Regions from separate parts of the Oryctolagus cuniculus genome. Here region 1 is linked to region 2. A link is a contact called in public Hi-C data. All regions are on one chromosome and are shown on one strand. Each heading gives the region's core, a stretch centred on a gene start, on an enhancer-like site or on the middle of the called end of the contact. The rest is flanking DNA. Distances are from core to core; before and after follow the strand shown.

Region 1 (6,378 bases), core at 2,915-5,414, 170 kb after region 2:
ATCATAAGGCCCCTTCCACTACAACAGGGCGAAATGCAATCCTTCAATCTACCCAGAAAAATATTTGCTAAGCCTTTATTATTGCTATTTACTTACAATCTAAGATCTGGAACATTAACTGTCTTCCTTCCTGCACTTCCAGCCTCTTTCTTGAGTTCTCATTCCAAGGAGCTGCAGTTTAATACCTCATCTCACCTGGCAGACAACAAAGTCCTCACAGAGCTTTCTAGTGGTACCTTGAGCTATTTCATTAGTCCTCCGAGACCCTGTAGCAGAAATTACCCAGCAGGGCTGAACAACAGCGTTAGCTGTTTGTCCCACTTTGTAGGCTTCATAAAAGCATGCAAGTTAAAACCTTGTTCTAGTAGACCACATTTCTAGCAGTACCTCTTGAAATCTGTCCTTTCTTCTTGGCAAGTATATCCAAATTTCAAGTACTTAAATGAACTTGATAAAAAAAAAAAACAATATTTCTTCATGAAATAAACCATTTTTTTTTTTGCACAGGGACTCCCATTCTTTCTCCAGTAATGTCTCCTTTCTTACAAAGCATGTAAGATAAATTCTTATTCGTAGAGCTGAAGCCAAAACCATTATGAAATTCTGGAAGCCCTATATGCAAATTCAACCACAGTAATGATTCTTTATTATAAGAAGATTACAGAGGAGTTGCTTCTGAAGCAACTGCAATTTCATTTTCTGAGCCTATTATGGTTTCCTTACTGGAGTGTGTGGATATCAGGCCACAGTAGTAGTTTCATATAATTCACTTCCTTGTAGTTCTATATATTTCAGTTTATAATCTAAAAACATTAATCTGAGAGGATCTAAAACCTCACCATTCTGTTAATGGTTAAGAGTTAACTGGCTTGCTCAGAATGCTGAAAGATGTTAAGTTGCATGTGTCAGAGAAAATATTTTAAATCTTACCCACAGGGTGGTGCTATTGCTTGAAAAGTAATGCAAACTGACTGAACAAGCTTAGGAAAGTTTGGGAACGAAGCCCTGATGTGGCCACAGAAAGTTAATGGCAGTCTTAATCGTGACAGTTACAAATTCCTAGCAGGTAAAACACAAATCCATTAACTAAAATATTATGGTCAGGCACATAAAGTGTGACTACTAGTGGGTTTAACTATTTCAAGGTTTTGAGGACCTGTTAGCCAACCTGACATTTATTCTACACAATGTCATGGGTTATCTTCAGCACAGAGATGGCTCACTATGTTACTATTATTCTTGCTTGTTTGTCAGGGTTTTGTTTTTCCCGTTAGCTCCATTCTGAGTGTTTGTATGTAGCTTTCAGACTTCACTTGCCCCGAATTCAGCTAGCTGCGGTAATGATGAGATGCATATGGAAGTTCAAAATTAGAAGACCCAACTTTTGAACAGCAACTGATAATCAGATTGTGAACACTGCACAAAGAACCCAAGGCACAAACAAAAACTGAACTAGTCAAATTGGCAAAAGCAACATATACCTACAGATGAAACAATTCACTTCAAAAGAATCCAAGAGTGAAGGCTGTGTTGGGGAAGTGGACAGTAGTATAGATGAGATCAGATGACCATGTGATAACTGTTAAAGCAGGATGGGAGGTAAATGGAGATTCCTTATACAATCTCTATATTATTTGAAAAATTTCATTAAAACAAGAAAATGAACATATATAAAAAAACATTAAAGGGCTGAATTTCTGATGTTCAGAATCAGGTGTGTGAGAATACACACCAAGCTACAGAATTAATGGAAGAGAAGGTTAAACACTGAAGTGGAACAGGTTGTAAGGTATAAGAAAGCAGTGTGTTGGAGGAAGATGTAATACTGAGTGAATGTCATTTAGATTTGACCTTTTTTTTTTTTTTTTTTTTTTTTTGGTGAGAAAAAGGCTTTGCATCATTTTTTTTCAATCAGAACTAAAGACTACTTTTGGGGACAATTAAGCTTTCCTGGCTTTTTATTTGTGGTGAATTAATTGGGGGTAATGGGACTGGTAAGAGAACAAAAAACCAAGTCTTGGGAAAGAGATTCTCTAGCATTTTTAGGTACAAGTGGGGAGGAAGAAACCTGGTCTTTATTCTTATCTTTACTAATCTTATCAGTTTTAAAAAGAATAGATGGGGGGCGGTGGCTGTGGGGCGGCGGGCGAAGCCGCTGCCTGCTGTGCCAGCATCCCATATGGGTGCTGATTCGAGTCCCAGATGCTTACTTCTGATCCGGCTCTCTGCTATGTCCTGGGAAAGCAGAAAAAGATGGCCCAAGTCTTTGGCTCCCTGCACATGCCTGGGAGACCAGAAGAAGCTCCCAGCTCTTGGCTTCAGATTGGCCCAGCTGTGGCTGGTGTGGCCATTTGGGGAGTGAATCAGTAGATGGAGGACCTCTCTCTCTCTCTGCCTCTGCCTCTCTGTAGCTCTGTCTTTCAAATAGAGAGAGAGATGGAGAGAGAGTGACCTAGTTTATTTTTATTAACTATGTGCTACTTTAAGATATTTGTTTTGACAGGGCTGGTGCTGTGGCGCAGCAGGTTAAAGCCCTGGCCTGGGCGCAGGTTCTAGTCCCAGCTGCTCCTCTTCTGATCCAGCTCTCTGCTGTGGCCTGGGAAAGCAGTAGAAGATGGCCCAAGTTCTTGGGCCCCTGCACCCGCATGGGAGACCCAGAAGAAGCTCCTGGTTCCTGGCTTTGGATCAGCCCAGCTCCAGCCATTGTGGCCATCTGGGGAGTGAATCAGAGGATGGAAGACCTCTCTATCTGGCTCTACCTCTCTCTGTAACTCTGTCTTCAAATAAATGAAATAAATCTTTAAAAAAGATATTTGTTTTGAAAAATCTGTTTTGTGTCCACTCACCAAAAAGGAGCCTCCCAGTATTATCAATGTATTTCTAGGAGATTCAATATTTCTGAAAAAAATTAAATGAAAATAAATTTGCTCTATCTCTGCTTTAACCACAATAGAAAAAGAATATTTTTTTTTGACAGGCAGAGTGGACAGTGAGAGAGAGAGACAGAGAGAAAGGTCTTCCCTTTCCATTGGTTCACCCCCCAATGGCGGCTGTGGCCAGCGCACTGAGCTGATCCGAAGCCAGGAGCCAGGTGCTTCTCCTGGTCTCCCATGCAGTGCAGGGCCCAAGGACTTGGGTCATCCTCCACTGCACTCCCTGGCCACAGCAGAGAGCTGGACAGGAAGAGGAGCAACCGGGACAGAATCCGGCGCCCCGACCGGGACTAGAACCTGCTGTGCCGGCGCGGTAGGTGGAGGATTAGCCTATTGTGCCTCGGCGCCGGCCAAGAATATCTTTAAGTCAATCTTTTTAGCATTCAGAAAAGCCTCATTTTTTTTTTTTACTTTATAAAAGAAGATGTTTCTTTTTTAGTTTCACAAGGACAAGTAGGAATCACAATGTACTCTGTCAATATAAAAGTCGTAGTCTATTTTGAATACAAAAAACTATTAATGATAATGCAGTGTATTTTTATTGAAACCAAAGCATGCCTATAAATCAATTAGTAATGTAGTAGTTTATGTCATTTCATTGGTAAGCAGATTATTTTTTTCTCTCATACCCTGTCAACTGGTATGGTTTGGTCATGAGCTTGGAGTCCTAAAGGAGGCTACAACTTAAACAAAGTGGAAAGCCTGAATGCCGCTGCTTCTAGTTCCAAGGAAATATAAGGTAGAAGAATGGAGACAGGTTGAGAAGAGATGAGTGGTGAGGATCAAGTGGCCAAGTCCCCCTTCCCTGAACTTTGGCTACAAGGGGAGCCTTCATGATGGAGAGCTCGGCCTCATTCCACACTTGGGACTCCAGGGGGAGCTCCTGTACCAACGTGGAGCAACTATAGCCAAGCTCTGCTGTACCGCCTGATTGCACTTTCTTGAGCTGCCCTTGGCACTTTTGCCTAGGCAGCAAAAATGGGAAGTTCCTGCATTTTCCTGAAATGGTGCAGGAAGGTGGGCTTTCCATGGGGTCAGCTGTGGTAACAGATGACCCAGCTTTGGTGCGCATCATAGGTCAGCGCTGAATAGGACAAAGGCAGGCTCTTACAGGATTTGTCAGCATCTAGCTGTTGGGAGCCACAGGAAATCTGAGTCATCTAGGGGAGCATCAGCTGGATCTGATTAAGTTAAGAGACACCATTCTGACATACTCCATTACAGCCTTCTGCAACCCGTTACGCTTCATCACTCACCAGGGAACACCCAGTATAGCTACTCATTGATAGGATGTGGTCTAGAATGCACTTCAAGGATTTGAGGTCTATATCTCACTTGTGCTGTGCTGGAGGTGTTGCTAAAGACCCTGTAAACCAGGTCCAATAGCCTGACGGGCAGAAAGCCAATCACTGAGATCAGAATGGTGGAAGAAAAGAGGTATCTATTGCAAAATTCAGAGCAAGGATCTGGGCAGCTATTGCTCGATTCTCAGGCTCCCTGAGGAGTTAGGGGTGATGGTTCTTACAGATTGAAATTGAGGATGAGAGGTGCATGATAAGCTCATGTCCAAGTTCCTGGTTGATCCATGGTGCGTGTGACATCCCGATGGTTTGGTTGGTGATGCCATGCTCTTTAGGGAATTTATGGTGGCCAGGAAGTCTCCAGCTGGTCTGGGGGTTATGGGAAGATGGCAGTTGCATTCTGCCTGGACCTGGAATTTCCCTACACAAACTGCCCCAGACAACACTGGCCATCAAGGTTCTTATCTATGGAGAAGCAAATGACTTCTTGAGTCCAGTATTAGAACCTTGTCAGGCCAGCTGGAGCACTATTTCAAATCAGTGAATTACTTTTGATAAAGGACAGGCAAGGACACCTTGGGCTGAGGGAGATAGACAAGAGGCTGGCTCCTGCTCTTACATTATATGGATTCAGTTTCAAGAGGAGGCAGAGAAAGGTGGAAGAAATCTGGAAGATTAAAGTTCAATTAATGATTAAAATTAAAGATTAAAATTTAGCATTTCCATATTCAAATTATTCTACTGGATTCAGTCTATTGGAGTAGCCTAATCGAGTAGCCTAAGAAAGGAATCAGATTAATTACATATCCCCCAAATTTTACATGTTCTCAACAATATTGAATATAATATAAATACTTCTGAATCCTTATTTATACAACTAAAAATAAATATGAACTTTTTTTTTTACAGAAGCTAAAGGCCTTTAAAAAAACCAAGACTGTGCATAATGAAAATAAATAATGAAAATTTCCATGTGTGGTATAGTCTCAGTTTAAATTTATGATTTAAACTGCCTTTATTTCACAAAAAAAGGTAAGATATTGCTGGCACCATGGCTCAGTAGGCTAATCCTCCGCCTTGTGGTGCCGGCACACAGGGTTCTAGTCCCTGTCAGGGCGCCAGATTCTGTCCCGGTTGCTCCTCTTCCAGTCCAGCTCTCTGCTGCGGCCAGGGAGTGCAGTGGAGGATGGCCCAAGTGCTTGGGCCCTGCACCCCATGGGAGACTAGGAGAAGCACCTGGCTCCTGGTGCTCCTGGTGCTCCTGGCTCAGCTCAGTGTGCCGGCTGCAGCGGCCATTGTGGGATGAACCAACGGAAAAGGAAGACCTTTCTCTCTGTCTCTCTCTCTCTCACGTCTACTCTGCCTTTCAAAAAGAAAGAAAGACAGACAGACAGAAAGAAAGAAAGAAAGAAAGACCCTAAAAAAAATGTAAGATACTTATAGACCGTGGCTCCAGCACTTTAGTGGGCTCTCAAGACAAAAGGGAATATCAGCTCCCTAGCTCTGTTCAGATATGCAAATCAGCTACCTGAGAAAACCTCTGGAGGATAGAAACCTCACTGAGGAATGCTGAGTGAAATAAGCCAGTCCCAAAGGGACAAATACCATATGTTCTCCCTGATCGGTGACAACTGACTGAACACCAAAAAGGAAACCTGTTGAAGTGAAATGGACACTATGGGAAACGGTGACTTGATCAGCATAGCCCTGACTGTTAATGAACAACTTAATACATTATCCCTCTTAGTAGTTTTTTGTCTGTTCTACTTAATATGACTGGTTTAATTCTGTAATTAATACACAGTTATTCTTAAGTGTTGAAAATTAACTGAAATGTGATCCCTGTTAAACATAAGAGTAGGAATAAGAGAGGGAAGAGATGTACAATTTGGGACATGCTCAAGCTGACTTGCCCCAAATGGTAGAGTTAGAAACATACCAGGGGATTCCAATTTAATCCCATCAAGGTGGCATGTACCAATGCCATCTCACTATTCCAAGTGATCAATTTCAGTTCACAATTGATCATAATGAAAGGACTAAGAGTCAAAGGGAGCACATAAACAAGTCTAGTACCTGCTAACACTAACCGATAGAATAAATAAAGGGGAGAGTGATCCAACATGGGAAGCGAGATACTCAGC
Region 2 (6,339 bases), core at 2,772-5,271:
AATTATTTTTTAATGTAACAAAACAAAGACACTATATGGAACTTTCTTAGGACAAAACAAAACACGACACTGGGATTGAGTTCTCTGATTTACAAAATCTGACCTAACCAATCCAGTTTCCCCCTACAGATATAGATGGAAAGAAATCATAAAGCGTGCCTCTGACTTTGGGCAATATCAATTTCTGCCTCTTCTCCCAACATTACTCTTAAAATCCTAAGATTCCACCCTTGGTGGGGAGATGGCCTAACTCCCCTTACCAGGAACGAGGAACAATGTCAAAGGGCTGTTTTGTTATTTCCACCCACATGGAAAGCCCGTTTTTTTTTTTTTTGTTTTTGTTTTGTTTTGTTTTGTTTTGTTTTGTTTTGTTTTTTTGCCTGTAAGCAGTTTTTATCTGCTTAAGGTCTGGGGGCTTTTTTCAGGTATTTTAGGGTGCCAGCAGCAAGGAAAAACTCAGCAGAGCTTTATAGGAGATCCAAATGCCCCTGTTTTACCAAAAAAAGAGTCAAAGGACTGGGTTAAAATTGCCACTCTCTCTAGATACAAAAGTTGCAGGAAACTTAAAACATCAGCCCTTGGAAACCAAAGCTTTGTGCAAATTTAATTTGTCCACTGTGGAGGGAGGGCTAGAAAAAATGCCTCCAGACACATAGGGGAGATCGGGGGCAGCCTGCTGTTGAGAACACTGATTACTGACAAAAGCGTTCCGAACCTCTTCAGTTCTTTGCTGCATAGAGACTGCGGCGTCCCTGCAGGTGTCACTATCAGGACTCACGCAGCTCTCAGGGCTGCACCCCCGAGTCTTCCTCCCTCTCTGTGCTGTACTGGAGCTCGGTTGGAGCTGTTGAAGTGCAGTGAGCAGTGAGTAAGCCCTTTCCCATCCTGAACCCCCCACTGAGTCTTTAGAGCAATACTTGCTGAGAGAGAGAGAGAGAGTCTTTGGGTGATGGTGGTTGGGCTGGCAGAGGAGGATTTCTTTCAAAATGGAAAACAGGAAAATATACTGAAGCCAACAATTATCCTTATGCTGAAATATCATCCCACTTTCTCTGAAAATGGTGCTTCTTATAAAGTCACTATAATAAATCTTTTTTTAAAAGAAGTAAATGGGGCTGGCACTGTGGCATGGTGGGTAAAGCCTCTGCCTGTGATGCCAGCATCCCATATAGGTGCTGGTTTGAGTCGTGGTTGCTCTACTGCCGATCTAGCTCCCTACTAATGCTCCTAGGAAAGCAGCATAAAATGGTCAAGTGTTTGGGCCCCTGCCACCCATGTGGGAGATCCAGACAAAGCTCCTGGCTCCTGGCTTTGGCCTGGCCCAACTCTGGCCATTGTAGCCATCTGGGGAGTATACCAGTGGATGGAAGATCTCTGTGTGTCTCTCCTCTTTCTCCGTAACTCTTTAAAATAACTAACATTTGTTTAAGTCACTGGAGTTGAGATTTGAGCAACAGTTGAGGCCACTGAGTTTGTACCATGTACCAGCCATGGTTCAAGGCAAGGAGAGACAGAAATGCAACCGCTATCTTCCTGGAACTCCAGAACCAGTGGGTGTGGCAGACGTGACCCTAACAACAGGTCATGGGTAAGTGGTAGGAGCTTACCCATGGAAGTGAGCAGGGAGCTCCTGGCAGGCTTCCACAATCTCCAGCAGGAGTCCTGGAGAACACAGCACTGGCCCTCTCCCAGCCCTGCTTCTGAAACTGCTACCACTAGGAAGACTTCTCTGCCTTCCGAACAACCACCTCTTCCTACAAAAGGGCAGCAGCACGAAGCCCTGTTTGTAGTAACGTCTTTAGGGTGTCTGAGAAAGCAAAGGTTCATCATTTTCAGTGCCTCAGGAGGATGAGGAAACAGGATTCTGGCCCTGAGTTTTGAAAAAAATCAGAGCCATCCCCAGGATGCAGGCCTGTGTTGCAAGGGACCACTTCCCACTAGGTGGCAGAAGAGAACCAGTCAGTGGCCGGCAAGGTGTAGCAGGTGCCAAGTTCAGACTCAGGGGCAAGAGCAAGGGCAGGGAAAGGGGCTGCAGCACCTCTGTGCTGGGTCAAAGGGATAGCGGGAAACAGCTTCCTAGCTATGGGCCACACTGTTGGTGCCAAGCATGCTCTGCACCCGATGCCACATCAATCAATTCACAAGCATTATCTCCTCCCACAGTGAACACAGGAGGCCGACACTACAAGGCCTCTCTTAGATGTATGCTCCGAGGCTTACCCAAGGCTACATAGATTGAACAGATAAACTGCTGGCAGTTTGGACCAGAGTGCCTCCTGTTAGCCTGAGGCTAGGGAAGGAAAGGCAGTCACGGGGAGGACCTGGCCCTGGGGTGGCCATTGAGGGACAGTGACTAGCCAGAGGGAAATTCTAGGAGGCTCCCAGGAAATCAGATGTGAGATTTTCAGGTTGAGATTCCCTGGAAGCCTTATTTGATGAAGCTACACCCAGCTTATCCCAGCCACCTCAGAAGCTGCAAACCACTCAGCCACCTGAAGAGAGGCCTGAATGGGATCTGCCTGGGACTCACATCTTAAGTTTCAAAGGACAAACAAGCTTGAGAGTGCATACCCAGAGAGGTCGTGGTGTCCCCAGCATGCTGGGTCTGGTCTTGAGTTACCGAGGCCCCCAGCTCAGCTCAGCTACCATAGCCTTGAGCGAGGCCCAGGCACTTCACTTTGCCCTGAGGTGCAGGCCAGCTCCACTCACCCTCTCTGTGGTCTTGCTCACATCGTCCAGAGCCATGGTAGGTATAGAAGGCAGCTTAGTGCAAACTGTGGGCTTCTCAACTTGGAACCACAGCCTTCGGCGGACACCAGCACTCACCACTAGGGCTTTCAGGGAGTTACCCGGCATAATCCTGATGTTCGGGATGGAGTTGCACTGGATGTGATATGACACCAGGGCCTTGTGTCCTTCCCAGCCTTTGCACAGAATCTCTGGGCCATCCTCAGTTCTGGGGACCCTGACCACGTCACGCTCTATTGTTTGGCCTCAAGGCCTTGCGCTGGTTGTTTCCATATTTGAAATGTTCTTCCTCTACCTCCTCATAGCCAACTCCTTGTCATTCAGATCTCAGTTTACATTTTCCCTCCTTTTCATGAAGACTCTCTCAGTTTCACCTGATAAGACCCAACTCCTCTTTCTCTGTTTTGTTTCTCCTGTTTCCACTGATGACTTCTGTTGGTTGATCAAAGTCAGGATCTGAAAGGAATGGAGCCCTTGGATGTTATGGGGAAGGAGATCTTTGTGGTCATTTAGTCTAAGTCCTCAGTTGTTGAGGACTCTCACTTATACTCCTGAATTCTGGTGGATTTTTGCTTTACTTTGCTTGCCCACAATGGTTAGGGTGAGCTGTGAAGCAAGGGTGACCACTGTGCCTCACTGCAGTGCCTCTGGGCTGTACACCTTTGATGCCCAGGGTAGCTTACAATGCTAAGTAAAGCCAGCCCTGGTTTCAGTTAGACTGTAAGTAGGTTGTACTCAACCTTCAAGAAGGAAATTTCACTGGCCCCTTGCAAATGCGTGAAAACTCACGGTCCCTAGTGGGTAACACAAAGAACTCAGGGAGCTAAGTTTACGAGGTTTTAGGAATCTTCCGTTGCCTCTTTGTGGTCATGAGAATGCAGGACTAGGCAATCTCTGTATCTGAGCCCCAGGGTTCTTCTACTCCTTGAGGAGAAGATGAGGAAGAATGTTGAGCACCCAGCTAACTCTGGGTTTCAGACAAATGAAACAAATATATATAAATATGTTAATGTAAGGGTGTCTCATGCATTTTTAGCACAAAAATATTGCACGGGACATAGTTATACTAAAAATGCATTCATTGTTTATCTGAAATTCAAATTTAGCTGGCCATTCTGTATTTAATACAGCAGCTCTGTGCAGGAGCGACCGGCATTTAAAATAAATGACTTCCCTAGGATAAAGCTCTGGGATTATGGTAAACAGAAGCCACAGTGAGCTGTTCCCCACCCCCCTGCCCCCCAAGGGAGGAATTAATTCGGTTTCTTTCATGCCAATTAAGCAATCACAGTCAACTCTGTCGGGAATCCAAACCCATGACTATCACGGGACTTGAGACCACGAAAAAGTGAAGAAGATTAAGAGGCAGAGAAGCAGTCTTCACAGACACGGGCGGCTGGCAGAAGAGAACTGGCTCATCCTGGAAGGTAAGGGTGTGCGTCGCCTTCTCACCAGAATTGTAGTCCTGTAGATCCAGAGCAGGGGTGGGGGATTCTGGTGGACCCTGCCGCACTTCCTCATGGCCTCTCTGATACTCAATTGTCAACAGAATTCCCCTGCGACGTTTGTCATCCTCCAACTTCTAACCCTCTCTGGGCCCTCTGGGACTGCCAAGAAGCATAGCAATTATTCAGGGTGGCAGGCAGCTGGTGAGAAGACTCCTGCTGGAGTTCGGCATACTCTCCCGTGGCTGCTGCTCTTGCTTTGAGTGTAACAAGGCGCATTTGCTGTCTCTGTATCATCTGCCAGGGCTCTGAGCTTAAGGTATAGATGGACGAAAACAATTTAATGCATAACTGAGTTTCTTGTCTGTAATTTTGGGCATAGAGCTCACTCTTGGAGAATTTACTTGAGAGCATCAGTGAGTTCAACTTTCTTTTTTACAACTAGGAAGGACAAATTGCATGTAAAAAAAATGCCCCCACCTCCACCCCCAGTGGAAAGGAGTTGCCTGGTGAAATCCCCACTCTGCTCTTCTACTCCTCCCTGGGGTTTGAAATTGAAGTTGGGTGATGTAGCTCTATGGGGCTCAGACCTTCGAAATCCACCAGAGTGATAGGGCTTCCATGGATGGCTTTTAATGAGTACACGTTCATCATAGCCACTGCAGTTCATGAGCTTTTGTTTTGTTCATCTGCATGTATTATAGTTAATTAAAAAATCATAGCTACGAAACTTGAACTATAGAAGAGCAGAACTTGATCAAAGTGGGAGGGAAAACAAATTGTTAGGCATAAGCAGGTCCTAGGCTTCTGGAGCTGATTTTGGGTGAAATGCTCATGGACAAGCCGAGGCACCTGCCCGGGGCTGGTTTCTTTGTTGAAAAGTGGGATTGAAAGATGCTGTGCTTGGCTGCCTGGCTCACACACCCATGGTGAGATTCAAGCATAAGGTGCTCTGGGAAACAGAGATTATGCTATCATAGGCCTCTGCTTGTTCTGAGATAAATATGAGATGATAACTTTGGAGAGAAATAACTCCTCTTATTTTGTTAACCACTGCCCTGGGTCAGAGAAGGTAGAGAATGAATAAAAAACAGTGTATCACTTGTTGTTCTACAAGTTTATGGTATAGAGTCAAACTGAAGGTAAATGGATATTTTTCCCCAAATAATAACTCAATTTGAAAGTCCTGTGTTTCCATTCGTAGTTTCTTCTTCAAGTTTTTCATTAGTGGGAAAGGTAAGAAACCCAAGCTGTTTCTGAAGCTTGTGCTAGCAAGGAATGAAGCAGGTGCAAATCCTTTTGTAGAGAAACCTGAGTGTGGTTGTCCCCTGGTGAGAATGTTATTGGTGGGACTCTATGACATGGCCGGCAAGAACGTTTTGGATGCACTAAATAATGCTCATGTGCCCCTTCTGATAGGTGTCCTGTGCCCTGACCTTTCATGATGCCAAGAAAAGAGGCTCACTTCATCTATGGTTACCCCAAGAAGGGGCACGGCCACTCCTACATCACAGTTGAAGAGTAAGTTCAACCCAGACCCAGAGGGGTTCTCAGTTTGCTGTTTGCTGACACAGCTGACTTCCCCCAGCACGTGACTACCTAGCAAGTCTCCTTAGTGTTCTGTCTCCACAGACAGCAAAAGGTCTGGAAACAAGGTGAGGAGGCCCCAGGGGCTCACTCAGGCTCCTCAGAGGCCAAACAAGCAAGAAGACAAGAATGGTAAAAAGTTGGATCTTACCCACTTTGTCTGCATTCTTGGCTTCTGGGTCTTTGTTGTAGGTTCTTAACCTGGAACATAGCTGTCTTGTATGCAGACGAATCTTTACTCAAGCTTTGTCCTGTCTATTCTGCTCAGGCTCCTAAAGGAGATTTGCAGACCATGAAATGTGTTGCCAAAGAACCAGTGAGGATGAAGGGCAGATGAGAGTGACTCCCTCTGCAGACTGACGCCAGGATGAAGATGGTGTTCGTAATTCTATCTGAAAAAAAAAAAAAAAAAAAAAAAAGCAGTTTGATATTACGAGTTAATTAGAAATTAGCATTTGCATGATGAAGCATTTCTAAGTGCTAAGTGTTGTATACTGGTCCAAGACATGATCCAGTGGGAAAATTAGGCCTGAGGATAATCCCAGGAGATGTAATTGCT

The links. Hi-C and Micro-C count contacts between places; a contact is called where the count stands out from the background.
Region 1: a contact with region 2 is called in a Hi-C map of liver, with 6 times the contacts expected there. The contact joins the enhancer-like site here to the promoter of MLANA in region 2. A contact is called at or near these places in 2 of 6 Hi-C or Micro-C datasets (liver and an unstated tissue).

What each region holds. Positions count from the first base shown.
Region 1 is chr1:168,734,712-168,741,089 of mOryCun1.1, forward strand. No RefSeq gene overlaps it. Among named protein-coding and RNA genes, the nearest start is that of RANBP6, 11 kb to the left of the region's middle. Within about 2 kb of position 4,165, at least 1 of the 8 cell types and tissues checked has an H3K27ac peak or open chromatin away from gene starts, as enhancers often do.
Region 2 is chr1:168,565,287-168,571,625 of mOryCun1.1, forward strand. MLANA (melan-A) reads left to right here and starts at 4,022. Exons shown (of 5, transcript XM_002708101.5): 1 at 4,022-4,175; 2 at 5,613-5,714. The coding sequence starts at 5,635.